2 separate regions of the Sus scrofa genome follow, and region 1 is linked to region 2. The links are chromatin contacts, called in public Hi-C maps. All regions are on one chromosome and are shown on one strand. The core of a region is the stretch at or near the end of the contact, and the rest is flanking DNA. Distances in the headings are between cores, read along the strand shown.

Evidence for each region. Hi-C and Micro-C count contacts between places; a contact is called where the count stands out from the background.
Region 1: a Hi-C map of liver shows a contact between it and region 2, with 2.9 times the contacts expected there. The contact joins the promoter of BORCS7 here to the promoter of WBP1L in region 2. A contact is called at or near these places in 1 of 5 promoter capture datasets (fetal skeletal muscle), 5 of 47 Hi-C or Micro-C datasets (embryonic fibroblasts, fetal liver, heart right ventricle and 1 more) and 2 of 2 datasets of contacts at active chromatin or transcription factors (alveolar macrophages and skeletal muscle).

The regions. Positions count from the first base shown.
Region 1 is chr14:113,830,321-113,833,020 of Sscrofa11.1, forward strand. BORCS7 (BLOC-1 related complex subunit 7) reads left to right here and starts at 1,314. Exons shown (of 5, transcript NM_001244615.1): 1 at 1,314-1,481. The coding sequence starts at 1,344.
Region 2 is chr14:113,736,410-113,739,109 of Sscrofa11.1, forward strand. WBP1L (WW domain binding protein 1-like) reads left to right here and starts at 1,349. Exons shown (of 4, transcript XM_001929157.7): 1 at 1,349-1,542. The coding sequence starts at 1,453.

The DNA.
Region 1 (2,700 bases), core at 64-2,563, 94 kb after region 2:
CACCACGATGGGAACTCCCCAAATTAGATACTTAAAAGAATGTAGTTAACTGAACATAAATTACACCTCAATAAAAGTTAATTAGGGAGTTCCCGTTGTGGCTCAGTGGGTTAAGAACCTGACTAGTGTCCATGAGAATGCAGGTTCAATCCCTGGCCTCACTCAGTGGGTTAGGAATCCAGTGTTGCTGCAAGCTGCAGTGTATGTCACAGTTGTGACTCGGAACTGGCACTGCTGTGGCTGTGGCGTAGGCTGGCAGCTGCAGCTCTGATTCCACCACTAGCCCAGGAACTTCCATATGCCATGGATGAGGCCACAAAAAGAAAAAAAAATAAGTAAAGATTAGGAACAAGAATTAAATGAAAGAATCAGAGACATGAATCTAGACACTTGGAAGAAAAAGTAATGTTGATAATGAGCATAGGTGATTTTAAACAAATTTTACCAATTTATTATTCTCATCTCCCTTGTGCACTAGTTTAAAAAGAAAAAAAGAAATAGAGCTAGCACAAAACACTTCGGATATTAATTCTTTTCAAGGGGATAATCAGTTTGCTTTTAATAGAACAAAGAGGTCATTTATCATTAAAAATTACCAGAGGAGTTCCCTGGTGCCTTAGCAGGTTAAGGATCTGGCATTGTCACTGCTATGGCGCCCCTGGCCTGGGGAATTTCTGCCACCATGGGCATGGCCAAAATAAAAATAAAAATTACTAGAGATGTTAAGCATTTTTCATACCTATTGGCTATCTTATTTATTTTTTTAATTGCCTGTTTGTGAACTTTGCCAATTTTTCTACTGGGTTGTTCTTCCTGGTTTTCTTCTGTTTGTTTATATGCTTCCTCACCAGGGAGTTCATTGGAGACAAAGACTGCATGCATCTCATTTCTTTGTCTATCCTCAGCCCAGCACAGTGTTTGGTATTTCCTTCATGAAATGTCTGTTAAAAATGGAACTGAATGATCTTAATTCATTCTCATAACCTTCAGAGACTTTAACGTTATCACTTCTATTTTACAGATGAGGCACACAAGTTGCAGAGGTTGAAACATTTCCAGTCACACAACTAAACAGCAGAATTGGGACTGTAACCCAGACCTTCTGATTTTAAACCATGGGTTTACTGAAGTTGTCCTCCATCCCCTCAATCGATGTCTGCGTGGGCCCTGTCTTCTTCAGGATATCAACTGAGTATTTTAAATGAATTTAAAATTTGCAAAGCGCAACCTCCGCTAGGCGCATGCGTCCCTCCCTAACGACGTCTCCTTGCCTTCCGCTTTGCGCCTCTTTTGGCCCCAGCGACTTGCCATCGCCCGTGAGGAGGTGCTCACTATTTGAAGTGATGGCGACTGGGACCCCAGATTCGCAAGCACGATTTGGTCAGTCCGTGAAGGGGCTTCTCACAGAGAAGGTGAACACCTGTGGTACTGACGTGATTGCGCTCACCAAGCAGGTGCTGAAGGGCTCCCGGAGCTCTGAGGTGAGCTAGAAGTAGATTCTCCGGGCCTAATATCCCCGAGGCTCTCCTGCCTTCCAAAACCGGGCGGGCGGCGGGGGGAGGGGGGGTCGCTCTGCATCCTGGGAACTGTAGTCTGTGAGCTGGTGAAGGAGAGCGCTTCGCGGAGAGCGAGTGTTGCATTCTGGGGTGTGTAGTCTCTCCAGGTAGGACAAGCAGGGAGCGTGAGGTGGGTAAGAAACGAAGTGATGGGAATCTGTGCTTTAAAGCAGAGATTGCCTTAGATGATATGTGAGATAGTGGGCCTAACGAGTTCCTTATTTGTTCCTCAGGGTTGTCTCTAGTGAGGATCCGTCCCATTTGGCCCCTAAATTCTGCATGGTTTTGCTCTCAACGTCCCATATTACTTCTACATTTTTCTGCGTCATCTGTCCACTGATTTCTCCCTTTCTGACTTATCTTTCTGGCTACGTTCTTGGTTTTCTGTTTCTTAAATTAGCTTTCTCCTTCTTCCTGATTTTCCCCCCATTATTCTTTGGCTGGTTCCAGGAATGGAATTATTTGATGGCCTTTCACACCAGCAAGCTTTATATATGTGCAGTTTTTCTCCAAAAAAAAAAAAAAAAAAAAAAAATCAATCACTGTTCTCTGAAACATTCACCCAAGGGAAATGAAAATTTATGTCCACACAGAGACTTGTACAGATACATAGGGTATTTATCCATAATAGCACCAAACTGGAAACAGTCCAGATGCCCAAATGACAGATGATTGAACAAATGAAATGGGTCTAATGACTCAGCCATTCAACTTCTAAGTTTGTACCCAGGAAAAAAGAAAACAGGTCCATTGCTTTCTTATTTAAATCAACCATGCACGTAATATATCATCTAAGATGTCCAGGTTTGGTTTCATTAAAGTGGAAAACATCTTGAATACATTTGTAAAACACTCTGAGAATGGAGTCTTTGGATTTCTGTGGCTTTCTCCTGTATGCCATTGTCTTGCTGGTAGTTAACTCAGTAGCAGTGTATCTTAGCTATTCATTTTCAACACGTATTTTTTTGTGTGTCATTTTAGGGCCGCACCCGTGGCATATGGAGGTTCCCAGACTACGGGTTGAATCGGAGCTGCAGCTGCCGGCCTACACCACAGCCACGGCAATGCAGGATGCAAGCCGGGTCTGCAACCTACACCACAGCTCATGGCAATGCCGGGTCCTTAACCCACTGAGCAATGCCAG
Region 2 (2,700 bases), core at 99-2,598:
CCCTCTGGGCTCAGCTATGGGCTAGAATGGGCCAGGCTCTGAAATGCTTTGGCAGGTTTTTTGAGAGGAAATTGGCAGCTACAGGGCAGCTGGCTTCTCTGCTTTGGGTCTTCTTTTGTTCGTTTATTCTCCCAACATTGATTGAGCTCGTGACTGGGCCCTGTACAAGGTGCTGTAGGAGTTTCTTTAAAAAAAAATGTGTAAGATCTGGTGTGCCATACAAAAAGCTACACGTCTAGTGGGAGGGGTCAAGCAGGCAGAAACTACAGATAGATACACTGTGTGCTAAGTGTTATGTGAATTCAGAAGAGAGGAGGGGGTGGGAATGAGGAGTTTGTAAACAGGAAACTGTGTAAAGTGTAAATGAAGTTAAGGGCACTGCATAGCTCAGTACTCTGGGGAGCTCTAAACTGTTACGTGTGAGCAGGATGTGGGAAGTGAAGCGGCAGTGGGTGAGATAAAGAGGTATGCTGGGACCAGGACACACAAAGAAGCATGTTAAAAGTTGGGACTATAAGTCCAGTCCAGGTGGTTGAAGTATTTCGAGAGGGGAAGCCCTGAGATGAGAATTCTTGGTTTTAGGTGGTAGAGCACCCCAGCTTTGGTTGGTGAAAGGGATTCAAGAAAGAATTGGAACTGGGACAGAAGAGACCATTTGTATTTAGCCAGAAAATGAGAACATGGATTGAAGCAATGGGGATGGATTTCAGACCTATTTTTAAGGTAGAATCAATAGAATTTCGTCTCTCTCATTTGTGGTGACAAAGCACTGTCTCAAATAAAGGTACTGCCTTATAGGGAATTCAAATTGACTGAAACCACTGTTTGAGATCACGAGCGGGACCTGGTACTGGGGCTATGCTTAAAGACAAAAGACATCAAAAGCTCTTTAGACTGCAGTTGTCTTTCAGAGCGCTCGGTTACCTTCTAAAATGAACTTATTTTCCAACACCCCTTAGAATTGCTATACCCCTTCCCTTTCTTTGCTGAACTGGGGAAATCTTCCGCCACACTCAAGATGGCGGCACCAAAATGGACTTCTATACATGTTTTGGATTGCCCAGCCCCGTGATTCCAGCTACTTCCGCCACTCTCTGCGGAGCAGCACGCGTTTACGCCTCCTCGCAGCACTCAAGATGGCCCGGCTTCCTCCTACTTTTCATTGGCCAGCTCTCTCCGGTCTTCCGACATCATGAGGGGGCGGGACTTGTATTTGATCGACGGCTGTTTTAACCAATGGAAAAAGGGATAAAACCAATGAAGCGCTGGAACTGGAGAACCATCCCAGCGTCTGGGAGGTGTTTCGGCTGGGCGGGGTGGAGCAGAGCCGGAAGCGGGTGGGGAGAGTGAAACAGGAAAAGAAGGGAAGAAGGAAGAAGAGGGAAGAGGAGGAGAGGGAGGAGGAGGAGGGAGGCGGCGGCGCCGTGGCGGAGGAGCAGGAGCAGGAGGGGGATGGAGAGGAGAAGGCTCCTGGGTGGCATGGCGCTCCTGCTCCTCCAGGCGCTGCCCAGCCCCCTGTCAGCCAGGGCCGAACCCCCGCAGGTAAGGGGGAGGGAGCGTCTGGGCCAGGCTGGAGGTCTGGGGGTCGTCGAGGCCTGGCTGGAGGGGGCTGAAGGGATGTTGTCAAGAGTCGACGGGTCCCAAGAGGGGCACCCATGTCTGGAGTGGACAGGATGTAAGGGGGCGTCGGTGTTTAACTGAGGGACACCTGTGACGGCTTTGGTGTCAGGGAAGTGGCAGAGGCATGGTACCAAGTGAGTGAGGGGTCTTTGAGACGGCAGTTAGGTAAGGTGGGATGGGATGGCTGTGGCCGGATAGTGGTGCCAAGCAGGGGCATGAGGGGCGCGCATTCTTGTCTCACAGTGTCTCCAAGGCAGCGATGCCGCGTTTACGTCTGTGCGGATAGGGGTCCGTGGGTTATTGAGTGGGCCTGAGAGGGAGGGAGGGGCTGAGAGGATATTTATTTCAAGCTGCACCTGGGAAAGGTCTAGGAGCCTCTAGGCCCCATTTTTAATGGTGTTGGAGGCAGGGATCTTGGAAGGCAGGTGAGATGAAGTAGACTGGGGCTCCTCAGGAGCATGGCACACGAGCGGTAACAAGCTCTCACTGTTGGGCGGGCTGGCTGGTCTGGGGGAGCCAGTCACCGATGTCGGTCTGGGCCAGCTCGGCGTTTTGAGCAAAGGGTGGTGCTGATGCCAGTAAGGGCAACAAATGGAGCACCCCAGCTTTTCTTGCTAGGTGGCTTGCCTCTTATCCAGGCAGAGAAGCTTGTGCTGATTTCAGCTGCTGCTGGCATTTCGAAACCTTAATGGGAGCGTTGCTCCTGGTGCCAAGTTGGGTGGGGTGCAGCAGGGGGAATCACCCCTCCTTCCCTTGCATTTGGCAAGGCTTTACCATTCTATTTTCTTCACTTTCTGTTCCCGTCCCTGTCTTTTCAGAAAGGCACACACACAGAGCAAAATGGCAGAGTCTCTACAGCTTAGCATGAACTTTGTGTTGTGATCAAGTAGACGCAGAGTACCAGCAAAAATACACACACTTATCTTTTCCCTAGGAGTTTATGGGCAGTCTTTTCACATATGCATCTTGTCTTGCTCATCCTCTATGTAACAAATTAATTTTTTAAATGACCTGAAGTGTATATAACATAAACCATTTAAAACCACTTAACCATTTTAAAGTGAATACTTCAGTGGCATT